Regions from separate parts of the Mus musculus genome. Here regions 2 and 3 are each linked to region 1. Evidence: chromatin contacts called from public Hi-C and promoter capture Hi-C data. All regions are on one chromosome and are shown on one strand. Each heading gives the region's core, a stretch centred on a gene start, on an enhancer-like site or on the middle of the called end of the contact. The rest is flanking DNA. Distances are from core to core; before and after follow the strand shown. Region 1 holds the start of Adss (adenylosuccinate synthetase, non muscle). Region 2 has its middle 12 kb from the start of Gm26104. Region 3 overlaps Cep170 (centrosomal protein 170).

Region 1 (4,515 bases), core at 1,005-3,504:
CACCTGGGCCCACTGAATAACCCCCTTCCTCCACACCCTGCCAGAACATATTCTTATAGCTCTTTCTCTTTTTTATGGTCACAACAAGGGGAATGTTGATAGGTTTCCTCTTTTGGCCCTCAAATTGGCCTTAGCAAGGACTCCCAAATGAGTAGTCAAGCATGTGGGATGATTAAGAAGTACTCTGGATGGCCAGGCACTATCAGGCTCTAGAGACTTGTGGCAAGAATCCAGAAAAACAAATGACCTCAGTTCTCTATTGCTGACTCCTGTGGTTTCAAGGCAGTTGGCATGGTTTAACCAAAGTGGAGAGACTTTTAAAATGGCTACCAAGGGGGGGGGGGGGAGAAGTCAGGACCAGGAGAACAGAAGTAGTAGATCACCGTTCATGTCCCAACTGGTGATCTTGATTCACTGTGTTACCTGTGCTCAGAGGTCTTAGTATAGCATAGATTCTCCGTACTTAATGATAAGACCAGTACTGGTACAGTAAGTACTCCTATTATAATCACACCTGAAACCCTGCCCACCATAGAATTCAAGCAGAGACTGGTCTGATTAGTATATGAGTAGGAGAACTATGCAATGTAAAACTGGACTTTATAGATGCTCGGTGATCAGGACACTGGGAGACAGCACACAGGATATGATTCTATGCCATATGGATTTGTTTGTAATGGTGAGTATTAAATCCTAGGTCTTACATGTGCTAGCAAGCAATGAGCTACATTCTTTATTATTAGTCTTTTTTCAAAGCAATTATTTCCTTTACCAAAATTTAATGTCACAGTTTGGGTTGCAGTGAGAACATTAGATCAGGGCTGGAGAGGCAGCTCAGTAGTTAGGAGCACGTGCTGCTCTTCCAGAGCATCTGGATTCCCTCTTTAGCACCTGTTGTCTCAGTGGTTCTCAACTTTCCTAATGCTGTGACCCTTTAATACAGTTCCTCAGGTTGTGGTTGCCCCATCCCCCAACTATACAATTACTTCACTGCTATTTTATAACTGTAATTTTGCTATTGTTGTGAATCATAATGTAAATACCTAACAGATATGACATCTGATATGCAGTCCCTGTGAAAGGGTTGATTGACTCCCTAAGGGGGTCTCAACTCATAGGTTGAGAACAGCTGTATTTTCAGATGTCTCACGACCACCTGTTGCTCTGACTCCCAGGGATCTGAGGCCCTCTGCTGGCCTTCAGACAGACAGACAGACACACAACATGGTATGTGACCTCTCACACACAAATAATATAAATAAGTAAATAAATACATAGATAAACCCACATTAGATAGACAATAGGCACACTCTGTAATCAGTTACAATTAAAACACTGAGAAGCACCTAGGCTTACTCAATCTGCAAACTGTCCAAAGTACCATTTTAACGCCCATGAGAGGAACTGATAAGCTATTTAAGAGTTCGAAGGTCTGGGGGGCGAATAACTCAGTGGTACAGTATTCGCATCAAATTACAAGGTTCTGAATTTGATCTCCAACACTTCAACAGAGAAAAAATGGGAGAAGAGAAATTGTTTTGTAGAACGAACGTATTTTACAAAATATTGTAAACTTTAAGGTTGTGGGGATCAAATAACCCAGGTACATTCGGATATGACATAGGCAATTGACTCATCTTTGTGCCCCAGATACTGTAAAAATGGGAAGAGTTAGGATGCTATCTCTAGATTTCATTTTTACTGCTTTTAGTTTGCACTTTTAGTCCCTTTTCAGTTCTAAATTTATTCGGCTCCACTCCAGCCTCCACATATTTTTAAATCCCAGTTTACATTTTGTAAGGGTATTTCATTCTTTAAGATACCCAAGTGTTTAGACACAGAAAACCAAATTGGCTTTTAGAGACCGAAACCAGCCAACCCTGACACTGTGGTGCCATGCCTTGGCCATCTCACAGAGCATTGCATGCTGGGAATTGTAGTTCCACACTCTTTCACCCCCTTCCCTACCGCGAGTTTGAAAGGCCAGAGGCTGGTGGGCGGGCACAGAGGGCGGAACTCTCCGTTAGCCCCGCCCCCTGGCCTCCGCTCTCGCGCGGTTCTCCCCGGAGCAGCGCGCCAAGCCGGGGATGGGGTGTGGCCTCCGCCCTGGGGTGGCGGCAGTTGAGGCCGTGGCGCCTGCGGGCCGCGCAGAGGCTTCGGCCTGCGCCAAGTGTGGTCCCGCCCTGAGCGGGCGGGCGGCGGAGCGCGGGGCGGGGCCTGGAGAGAGGGTGGCGGCCCTCGGGGCGGGGGCGGGGCCGGCCTCTGGCTCCTTCTTCCTCCGCATGTGGCTGGTGGCGGCGCAGCAGTTGGGTTCACGTTCCGTTCTCCTGCCCCGTCTCCTTAAGGCTCTTCTGCCCTGCCGGGAGCCATGTCGATCTCCGAGAGCAGCCCGGCGGCCACCTCCCTGCCCAACGGCGACTGTGGCCGCCCCAGGGCGCGGTCCGGAGGGAACCGGGTGACTGTGGTGCTGGGAGCGCAGTGGGGCGACGAGGGCAAAGGGAAGGTGGTGGATCTACTGGCGCAGGACGCCGACATCGTGTGCCGCTGCCAGGTGAGGGAAGCCGGGCCCTTTCTGGGACGGCCGGCGCGGTGAGGTGTCACCTTGAGGTGCGTCCCTCGGGCTGGGAGCTGCGGGGAACCCCTGCCCTGGAGTCTCCGGTGACGCTCCGGGTGACTCTGGAGGAACCTGGAAGATGCGCGATGTTGGAGCTGCATTTCGGGGTCTGGGGACTGGGCTGGCGGTGCGCCGCGGGCAGAGTTGAGGGAGCTTCCGCCCGAGGCCTGCTCGGGACTCTGGCTAGACCCGGCCAGGCCCACCCGCCGGCGCGGACTAGGAAGGGTCCTTTTCCCCAATTTCCCTGAAATCGAGATTCAGCACTGCATTACCTACAGGCTTAGGCACGCAGAACCTCGCCTCCATCGGTCCACTTTGTTGATAGCAGAATCCGCTACGGGGCGATGAGACTGTTTGGGGCCCTCCGGTGCTTTTGTTTGTTTTTTGTTTTTAACTCGTATTTCATAGACTACTATTAAGGGGAGATCTGTTTTTATTACTCACCGGTCCTTAAGGAATCCCCAGTAAGTTGAAAAGTGAGTGTGAGGCAACTAAATACGGAGATTTCAAGTCGGATAATTTAGAAATGTTTACAATGCTTCGGTAATATAAAAAGTTGACTTTCAGGAAATCCAGTGTTTCCTACCCGGAGACACGTGGGTTTTAGTGTTAGTTTTTTTTTTTTTTTTTTTTTTTTTTCTTATTAGTCATTTGCTTTGAAGCAGCCTAGAGGGTAGGCCTTTGAAAAAGGCTCTCAGAAAACTATCATCCCCGTTTCAGAATTCAAAATAAATGAGCAGTTCCCACATTCAAAACAAGGTGCAGTGTTGGAAGTTAATGGTGGCGTATTTAGATTGTAAGAATTTTTTTCTCCCTGAAGGTACATGGTTTTGTGTGGGGGTGCCTTGTGGTCTAGGCTAATCGTGGAAAGCTTTTTTACCTAAAATTGAAACGTATGAAGAAACCGGCCTGTAAAAGGCCAGGTGCTTTGACTTGGGTCATCTTTTTACTGTGTGTGGAGCCCTATTGCTCCAACTGCCGCTTTACCACCATTCTTCAATTCACAGGGTTCTTTCACAGGTTCTTTCTCTTCCAGCAGCTTGTCTGGCAACATGCATATTTAATGGTGCTCTCACAGGTGTTGGCCTGGAATCTGACTCGCCTAGGAGGTGATCCAAAGCCCAGCCTTCACCTTTCACTTTTAAAATCAGATCTGGTAGCTGGGCTGAAGATTTAGCAAAGCGCCTAAACTCTTGCGGGGCAGAAGGATGGACTTGAGGACTGCTTGCTTTTTTACTTGAAAATGTGCACAGGTCCAGCTGCGTCGAGGAGTAGTGTGTGGTTGTACAAAGCCGTTGTGGCACTTCTCTAAAAGGGTTTCAAAATAATAGACCTTTAAAAAGTTATAGAATCAGTTTGTAGACTGTCGGTGTTACTATGTTACCAAGAAAGTGTTCTTGAGGGAGGTCATGTATCAGTCTGATCTGATGACTCTGGAATCCCCAGAGGAAAGATTGAGGAGGAGGCCAGCCGAGAAGTAAATGGTCAGACTTCTCACTCTTATAAACTCCTTACTACTTACATAGTCCTTACATTTTGTTCTTGTGTGCTTTAGAATTTTTACTAATCTCATTAGCTGTAAGAAGGTAAAGAATAGACTTTAAGCATCTATCTTCCTTCCTTCCTTTTCTTTTTTTGAGACAGGGTTTCACTGTATTGTCCTGGAACTCAAGCTGTAGTCCTGGGTGGCCTGGAACTGCCTCCCAAGTTCTTAATGGCACCATTGACCCTGTAGCATTTCTCTTTTGTGATGATTCATCTTTGTAACTAACTTACTTGACCAGCATTAGTAACTCAGTATCTACTTAATGAAGTTCTCGTAGTTACAACACTGAAGATAGTGGAATGTATAGAGTGGAGAAAGACATTTAGGGCTTGGATTGATTTTTGAGTTTATTTCA
Region 2 (4,515 bases), core at 780-3,279, 1.1 Mb after region 1:
GCTGCTTCTTGGCATGCCTAATAAATTTGGCTAGATGCTAAACATTTTTTTTCTTGAGTGATGGATAACTTTGTATTCCTAAAACATTCTTGAGCTTTATTCTCATAAGATTCTTTTTAGGCTAATCTTCATTACATGGGATCAGCAAAGTCTTTAGTCTCAAGTTAATTTTATCTCTATATTGATGCAAAATCCTTCTATTGATATACACAGTACATGAATTATGATGTTTTTCTAACCTAGTTAGAAGTATTATATTTTAGAATTTGAATGTACTCAAAGGCCCATGGTGGATACACTGTGGCACTATTGGGAAGTGTTACAACCAATGGAAGATAGGCCTTAGTAGAAGGAAGCTAGGTGGCTGGGATTATGTCCTTGAAGCTATTTAGACCCTGGTGTGGCCCGCTACATGTTGCACAAGATTGCTCCCTCATGCATTCTCCCCCATGGTGCCTGCCTTGCTTCAGTCTTGCACTGAAACAGGAAAGCCAAACCAACCATTTGTTTAAACCCTGGAAACTGAGAGACAAAAAATTATTTATCTTGAATAGATTATATCAGGCATTTTGTCATAGAAACAGAAAACTGATTAACACCAGGGGGAGCAAAAACCCAAAGTATTCCTAGACAATGACCCTAGGATCCTTTCCTTAGAAATGTATTCTCAGGATTCAGAAGAAGGCTCTCCAGGCATCTTTACACACACACACACACACACACACACACACACACACACACACACACCGTCTCTGTTAAGTTCTCTCTTCCCTGTATACTTTGTAAACATTAGCTGCCTGGATACCAAGTTCTGATCTTGCTAGGCCTTAAAGGAAGCCTTCTCTCTAGGCCAAACCCGGAAACTCCCTCTGGGGAAGAAATGGGGACAATTTTAGAACATATCTGCATGAGCCTCTCAATCACCCTCCTTTATGTCTATGTACATATGAAACTTACTGCTTTGTATGTTGTGTCTGCTGCTTGGGAATGATAAATTTGGCCTATGTTACTGCATCTTGGTAGAAATAGAAATTATAGGTAAATTACTTCAGGGATAAAGGTTTCCATGTTAAATCTGCTTAATCTGAAAGTATCTTTAATTACAAGTCAACCTCTAAAATACACATATACAAATATACCCAAAGCTCTGATGCTAAGTAAAGTCATTGATATATACAAGCTACAATTTTTTGATATTTTTATAACTAAAATAAAACACAAAAATTTAGATAGTATTCTCCATCTGAAAAGTTTGAAATTTTTAGTTATTTTCATTAATTACTATGACTATAAACCAATGTCTACAAACACATAATGACAAGATCTTGTTTTGAATCATTATATCTGAAGAGTGTTCCATTTTTTTCTTCTATAAGAAACCCTTTAAAAATACGCTCTGGCTGGCAGTGGTGGTGCACACCTTTAATTCCAGAACTTGGGAGACAGAGGCAAGAGGATCTCTATGAGTTTGAGGCCAGCCTGGTCCACAGAGAGAGTTTGATGACAGCCAGAACTACACAGAGAAACCAATACAAAATGACCAGCCAACCAACCAAACCAAAAAAAACCAAAACCAAAAAACAAAAAAAAAAACAAAAACAAAAACAACAAGAAAAAAAAAACAGAACAACATAAAAACATACTCATGTTTAAAGAAAAATTTAAACTAACTGTTTTAGGTTTTAAATTAAAACTTTCTATTAAGCACAGCCACAAATGATAACAGGGTGAGGTGGTTGAGGGCTAAGAAGTATGGCTTGTGATCAAAGAAGACACCAACTTCAAAATAACAAACAGCCTTAAGTTCCAGTCCTGTGCAGTGCTTACATTTCAAGCAATAAAAAACAAACAAACAAACAAATAAGTAAAATTAAAGCCTAATTCTTCAGTTACACAAGACGCTAGTATAGACTCATTTCAAAAGTAGTTCTGTGGGGATGGATGGCTTAGTGGTTAAAGTCACTTGCTGCTCTGACAGAGGATATGAGTTCCTAGTACCTGAGGCATTTCACAAACATCTGGCGCTTTAGCTTCAGAAGTGGAGGTGTCTGTTGCCCTCTTCTGGATTCTGAAGGCACTACATGCAAATGTACATACATACACATGCATACAAATAAAAATAAATATTTTTTAAAATGTAGTACTGTATAGGTTCAATATTTAAATTCCATTGTGTCTTTTTATCCAGCACTGATATTTCCCAAACTACTTTCGTGGTATCTCCTGACACATTTTCAGGAAATACTAATATAGACTCTGTGGATAAAAAGAATCTAAGGAAATAAATAAGTTTGGGGTAAATACTGAAAAGATATGCATTGACGTCCTATTTTCAGATATGTATAATGCACAGTCATGTTAAATATGTGACAGACACTGCTTTGGTTTGTTTAAACTAATACTTTATTAAATTCCACATGTCTAGCCAGGCGTGGTGGCGCACGCCTTTAATCCCAGCACTCGGGAGGCAGAGGCAGGCGGATTTCTGAGTTCGAGGCCAGCCTGGTCTACAGAGTGAGTTCCAGGACAGCCAGGGCTATACAGAGAAACCCTGTCTCGAAAAACCAAAAAAAAAAAAAAAAAAAAAAAAAACCAAAACCAAAACCAAAACAAAAAAACAAAAAAGCCAGAACCTTTAAAAAAATTCCACATGTCTTAGGAGAAATATGTTATTTGAGAAAAAAAAGGTATGGAGTTGGGTGGGTGGGATACAAAGGATCTGGGAGGAGCTGGGGAAAGGAGGAAGTGTGATCAGAATATGTTGTATGAAAGCAAATGCGGTTTTTTTTGGCAAGCTCTATTCCAGGTATTAAAATATTTATAATTATAATGTGATGTCATGGCTCTTGTTATTACTAGGACTATGCCATAGGTTGGATTCTTTGCCTATTAAAAAATTTCTATTTGATGATTATTTTAATGTTATGGTACATAAAATGTGGTCACTAGTCCTTTTCAGCTATGACATTTCAGTCAGTATAAAAAAACCCTAAAGCCCAATTCTTCAGTTCCACAATGTGCCTCATAAGAGTCTTCTAGTTCGTATTTCTGTTTTGTAGGGTCCATACTAAATATCTCAATAATTATTTCTAAAACACGCCATAGCTTTCCAAAGTTCCCAGTCACCACTGACAACATTAATTTATTAGTCTTCATAAAAGCTTTGTGACTTAGAAAACAGAATGCCTTCCTGCAGGGAAGCCTGTGGTGTTTTCACTTAAGGGAAACTTGAGTTGTTGGGTTTAACTGTACTGTTCCCTTAGGAATTTGCTCAAGTCCCCCATCGTCACCTGCATGTGCTACAAGCTGCAGCCTGAAGTCTCACCATTTCATGATAGGAAGGGATGGAGCCACAGAGACGCACTTATACAGGGCCTGTGAAGTGTGTCACTATCCCAGGTATCTCTCAAGAAAGAACAAGCTTTCTCCTGTCTCTGTCGTGTTATTTCTACACCACTCCTTTCAGCCAGTGTAGCAGGATACTAGGCCACAATAAGGGCTGGAGAGATGGCTTAGTAGGAAATAGTTCTTGTTTTTGCAGATGTGAAGACAGAGTTTAACCCCCACCCCCAGCATCCATATAAAGCAGTGGGCATAGGGTTATGTGTGTGATGTAATTCTAGATATTGGGAGTGAAGACAAGTGGTGAGCCTCAAGCTCAGTGAGAGATTTTATCTTAAAAGGAATAAGGCAAGAGTGACAGAAAATACCCCTGACCCCTGTGTGAGCATGCACACTGGCACATTCACGTGCACACAACACACATTGGTCCCACATACATATTTTCAAATGTATGTTTAGACTATACAAAGGGGAACACAGCCCCACACTTCTTTATAATGAACAGGAGCACCAATTGCAGGTTGGAGTGGAAACAATAACCCTAAGCTTGTTTCAAACGGTGACAGAAATCATCTCCCTTTTAGATGACTGTTTGCGTAACACTGCCTTCTCAGTCCCTCTCCAGGACAGTGCTGGGAAGGAACAGGACAGGGCTTGAAGGTGTACCCAGAGAGGGGTCTCTGCAGGTTGTTAGCCTGGGTGAACAACACAGGATGCCTGCTTACATTTGAATTTCAGACTACTGACAACTTTTATCCTAGTGTTGGGCATTAACTTTGCCTACTTTCCTGTAATGTTTCCTTCTCTTCTGATTTTCTTCTCAGCATGTTTTCCTTAACACTTTGGCATCCCCTCCCCCAATATGATGGGCTTCCTCACTCTTTCTCCACATCTCTGCCCCATCCTGTGGTTGCTTGTTGGCCATGGTGTCTAACCTTCGTGGCCACTTAAACAGTGTGGCTTTTCCCCTTCCCTCCGCAAGCCTCCACTGTAGATTATAGTCTGATGGTCCTGGAGTTATTCCTTTAAAATCTAATAAAAGAAAGGGATTTCGGACACATATCTGTGTTTCACTCACTTTTTCTTTCTTAGATGGGAATTAACACAGAGACCCCTCCAACTGGACGATATGCAGAGAGTGAGAGACATTGGAGCACTCATTCCTAAATAGCA
Region 3 (4,515 bases), core at 1,155-3,654, 1.1 Mb after region 1:
TTGTGGTTCTGTGATTTTCAGATGAAATCATATCATTTCATCCTTTCCCTTCATAGTTTTTTTTTGTTGTTGTTTGTTTGTTTTAAGCCATGCTGTGACCTACAAACAAACTAAAATATCCACATTTCTGAGCCCCTGTGTCTCCTGTGCCAAGCTGCCCCCTGAGATGAACTTTGGCACCCGCTGTACAGATTGTTAAACCTTTCAATTTGCTTCTTAATACTAGGGTTTATATTATTCCTCACAGTCACTGGACACAGCGCCGCCCTGCTCTGTAGAGTGAAGCAGACCCTCCACAGCAGCCGTCCTGCGTTCTAAGACTTTCCAACATAGTGTGATTTATAACTGTTGCTAAGTAACTTGTCTTGGGGTTTATGGAAATTAATTATTATGTTTGCACTAAGATTTACTGGGAGTGATAGATGGGCGTATGCATATATCACTAAGGACTGACATTTGTACATAGGAAGTTGACAATACTGTATTGTTTTAACCCCACAGTGTTTTACTCCACTTTTCATACAAAGCTATTTGGCACTTTTCTTTTTTTCCTTTTTTTCTTTTCTTCTGTTTTTCTTTTTAAGGAAATACGATTTTGTCTCTCCTTTTAGATTAAATTGCTAGGAAGGTTAAATTTGACAGATAGTTTAGGTGGAGTATATTTTTAAAATTAAGAACATGTATATTTGTCCTGTGTTACCAAGTTTTTATGTTACAGAAATGCCCCTCAAATGATCATGAGGTTAATTTTTCTTCATTAGGAGACGTGAAGATCAGTAGTTGTGAGAGTAGTTGATAGTTGCACTCCCAGTCATTGAATTGCTTCTGTGTTTCCCTGTAGGTCCATAGTAACCCTTTGTCAGTCTTACACATTTGTAAGGACCCTGCAAGACAGCAACAACGACTAAGGCTTTGGGCTTATCGCTACTAAAAAGAAAGCCTGTGAAAAATATCTTCTCTAAACTTGGTTTTTGTTACTGTTTTGTTTTCTTTCCAGTAAGCTCACATTTCAATAAGTTTTTAAATAAAGGAATTATTTTTGTGTTTCCAGAACACTATAATTTGGGTGAATCTTAATTCTTTTAAATATATTAATAGGCCTGGATTTACTCAAAGGCTCTAAGTCTATAAAGAGTAAACTGCAGCTTTGTGATGTGGTCTTTGATATCTTAGCAATAACCTACGCTACATTTGTTTTAAGGAAAAGGTAACTGCTCTTCAAGGTTTTTTTTTTTTTAGGATCTAAGAAATCCTATGATGTTGGATCAGTTAATAAAAATGCAAAATGTTTTTGTAAGATGTAAAACATAAGTCTGCTGTGTAATGGATCTCATATTTTTCTTTAAATTAAAAAACAGAAAAGGATTTGTTCTCCTTGTAAAGCTAAATTCACAGCTCTCATGAAGTAAAACTTCAAAAGGATTTTAACAAATGTAAAAGGGAAGTGAGATGCTTTGAAGGAACAAACAAAACATCGAAGCAGGGTCAGTCCATTTCAAGAAAAAGTTATGCATAATAATCATGATTGTTCCCCCCTTTAGTTAACGTTTGGTACTGAGTCTATCTACATGAAGAATACAAGATAAGGAGTCTAAGAAGGTATTAAATTATCTACTTACGTTATTGTTTGTTTACACAGTTTTGTTCAATTATAAACATTTGGCCTTTTACTATGTTATTTTTATTTTATATGAATACATTCTCCTTATTTATTTTTGTTACATTTATTACTTTATTTTGTTATGCATTTACAACTCCATTTTTAAATAAAGTGTTTCTGGAACTTTATGCAATGATCATAGATTTCATGTCTTTTACCATGTGATATATTTTCATTTATAAATTTACCAAACAACTTTTTATAAAGGAACCTTCCAGTTTTAATAACTATATGATCATCCAAAACAGTATTCTTAATGGATTACTAACAAATGTAATACAATAGCTTAATACTCTAGTGTAACATATGTTCATGGATGTGTGCATGTGCACATACAAGCACACACATGCATGCACACAAACACACACACAAGTTATTTGTAGTCAGCCTTGAGTCATCCAAAAGCTTTCTGACAGTAGTATATCGGGGAAACAAAGGAGAAGTTTAAATATCTTGAACATCTTCAATTTAAAAAATATCAATTTAGACTTTTTTTCATTCTCAGTGGGTCTCAAGAGTCTTGAATGTCTCCGTTATTAATCAATAGCAAGAATTTCACAGCTTGATTGTGTGGCTTTCCATATTCTAACCCTGTTACATGCTGCTTCTCAGTATAATTTCTGCCTGCTCTTCCACCCTGCACTGTTTACCCACAGCCCTGCCATTCCTCAGACCCTACCTACATCTTCACAAAACTTCCTTCTTTGATACCATAGCAAGTGTCTTGTATACTTTCATTTCCCCTCTTCATATGACACATGTGTATGTACTTCTCTTACGTCACTGCAGGTGTTTCCTGGGTAGAACGCCATACTTCTGTGCCATTGAACTTCCTTTGTGTCCTTGGCCTTGTCTTTTCCAGGGTAGACATCCTGTTCAGCTTCTGCATCCTCTAACTTCCTTCTTGTCCTTGGACCTGTTTGCTGTGTCTCTGGCAGGAACAACTCTTGAGGGATTTCAGTTGAATGTTTTGAGATCCAGACCTATTCCTGTGAATGTGGTCCTTCAACTCTGATCTATAAAATGAGAGCTTCATCTTATCTAAGGTTCTTGTAGTTCAAGGGACTATGAAATAATGCTTCAAAAACACTGCAAGGTTCTTATATATAAACTCACTGAAGTCGCCTAACCCATCAGATTCAGTTTTGCCCAGACCTAATCCATTCTGTAGCTACTGTCTTAACATACTAAGCAGTATACTCATCAGAAGTAAACGGTCCTTGATCCTACACTGAGAGGGTGAAAAGCCCATTTTCCTCTAGTACCATAAGTCATACTCCTGTTGCCCCTTGGCTGATCTTAAAGGGAATACACACTGCTCTGTATGCTCAGATTCCTTTTGATTCATTTTCATTCTCATCAGGTTGTAGGAACTTTGTAGCCCTTCTCTTCCCTGTTTGCTTTCCTGTGTGCTCTTGATTCACTGACACCTGCTATGCCACAGTCCAGTTAGGTCTTAAACACGGTCAGAGGCTCCCCAGAGCTGTGGTGGTACCACCCATGTCTGAGATACTCTGTTGGACCTGTAGTTGCATGCAAATTACAGATCTCCAGGAAATAGTCCACAACATGTCTAAGTTTGGGAAACCTTTATGTTATTTGAATGTGAGAGTGGCCAGTACAACAGGAATCTAGAAGGAATATCTGAGCCTCATAGCTGTATATTCAAAGTTTTGTTTAAGTTCCCTGAGCCGAGCTAAATCACTTCTCCCCCCCCCCCTCCCTTCCAAATGCAGTTTCCCAAACCATAAAGCCAGTCCCTTGCTGATGCCTATATGTAGCTGATGTTGCCACCTGGAGCCATTGCTTGTTGGAATGTTCACTGCTCTGCATTGCTCATATGCATACGGAAACATGCAGTAAACATTTGTTCCCTGAAATCTTCTTAGTTTCACCATACTGTTCAAGCTATTGCAAAGTCCTATTCTGAAGTGGATGGACGTTTGTAGTTTTAAGGTATGTAGTATTAGATCTAGAATTGGCAGATATTACATTTAATTCAACTGCTTCATATTTGAGGTAGTTGAGGCACAAATGTAGAAAAGAGTACGGCCCTGTTGGGCAGTTTACCAAGAGTGTTAGCTGCATTATCCCCACGACTCTTGAGTTTCTCTGTTAGAGATGAAGGAACCTGCAATAAGAGAATAAGTTTTGCCAGACGGTGGTGGTGCACGCCTTTAATCCCAGCACTCGGGAGGCAGAGGCAGGCAGATTTCTGAGTTCGAGGCCAGCCTGGTCTGCAAAGTGAGTTCCAGGACAGCCAGGGCTATTCAGAGAAACCCTGTCTTGAAAAAAACAAAAACAAAAACAAAACAAAACAAAACAAAAAAACATAAAAAAAAAAGAAGAAGAAAGAGAGAGAGAGGATAAGTTTCCCCAGTAGTCCAATTAGGATTTGACTTATGTATTCAGATTGTTCATGGTCACCCACCACTAGTTTTCAACTTAAAGAGCTGCTAAACTTGAGCAAGCTGACCCAATACTCAACCACCCTTACATGCCACAGCCCCAGCCCCAGAAAAAGTCCTTCTTTTGGAACAGAAGCCGGAAATCCTGCTGTTTCTTATAAACAGATGAAAGAGTGAACCAGCTCCTACAGAGCTGAATGTTGAGTCCTACAGAGCTGAATGGTGAGAGCTCTGTCTGTGGAGGAACTACCTCTTGTTTTAAAAGTGAAAGCCAGAACTGTGACAGAAAACTGGTAGCCCTGGATCAAGGCTGTCACCAGAAATGTGCTTGCAGCATTTCCCACATATCCCTGGACAAGGTGAATTAAGAGGAACTATCCCTTGGGACTAGGTGAGATGCAGCTAAAACTACTTGGAGGTGGGAGGAGGAGGAATTAATGCCAGTGC

The links. Promoter capture Hi-C pulls out the DNA fragments that hold promoters and counts their contacts. A called contact is a pair of places that touch in the nucleus more often than the background predicts.
Region 2: a contact with region 1 is called in a Hi-C map of B cells, with 12 read pairs. The contact joins the enhancer-like site here to the promoter of Adss in region 1. A contact is called at or near these places in 10 of 39 promoter capture datasets (the 3T3-L1 cell line, the C10 cell line, the HPC-7 cell line and 4 more), 2 of 484 Hi-C or Micro-C datasets (B cells and pre-B cells), 4 of 115 datasets of contacts at active chromatin or transcription factors (the 230-238 cell line, astrocytes, embryonic stem cells and 1 more) and 2 of 9 other capture datasets (adipose tissue and macrophages).
Region 3: a contact with region 1 is called in a promoter capture Hi-C map of pre-B cells. The contact joins the enhancer-like site here to the promoter of Adss in region 1. A contact is called at or near these places in 10 of 39 promoter capture datasets (the C10 cell line, the HPC-7 cell line, HPC-7-derived erythroid cells and 5 more), 2 of 484 Hi-C or Micro-C datasets (bone marrow-derived macrophages and embryonic stem cells), 4 of 115 datasets of contacts at active chromatin or transcription factors (the 230-238 cell line, double positive thymocytes, extraembryonic endoderm stem cells and 1 more) and 1 of 9 other capture datasets (macrophages).

What each region holds. Positions count from the first base shown.
Region 1 is chr1:177,794,248-177,798,762 of GRCm38.p6, reverse strand. Adss (adenylosuccinate synthetase, non muscle) reads left to right here and starts at 2,254. Exons shown (of 13, transcript NM_007422.3): 1 at 2,254-2,551. The coding sequence starts at 2,369.
Region 2 is chr1:176,710,130-176,714,644 of GRCm38.p6, reverse strand. No RefSeq gene overlaps it. Among named protein-coding and RNA genes, the nearest start is that of Gm26104, 12 kb to the right of the region's middle. Within about 2 kb of position 2,029, at least 2 of the 459 cell types and tissues checked have an H3K27ac peak or open chromatin away from gene starts, as enhancers often do. A contact at or near this core is called in B cells, where this site is marked.
Region 3 is chr1:176,730,935-176,735,449 of GRCm38.p6, reverse strand. It overlaps Cep170 (centrosomal protein 170), which reads left to right. Exons shown (of 20, transcript NM_001099637.2): 20 at 1-1,797. Among named protein-coding and RNA genes, the nearest start is that of Gm26104, 33 kb to the right of the region's middle. Within about 2 kb of position 2,404, at least 51 of the 459 cell types and tissues checked have an H3K27ac peak or open chromatin away from gene starts, as enhancers often do. A contact at or near this core is called in the 230-238 cell line, double positive thymocytes and pre-B cells, where this site is marked.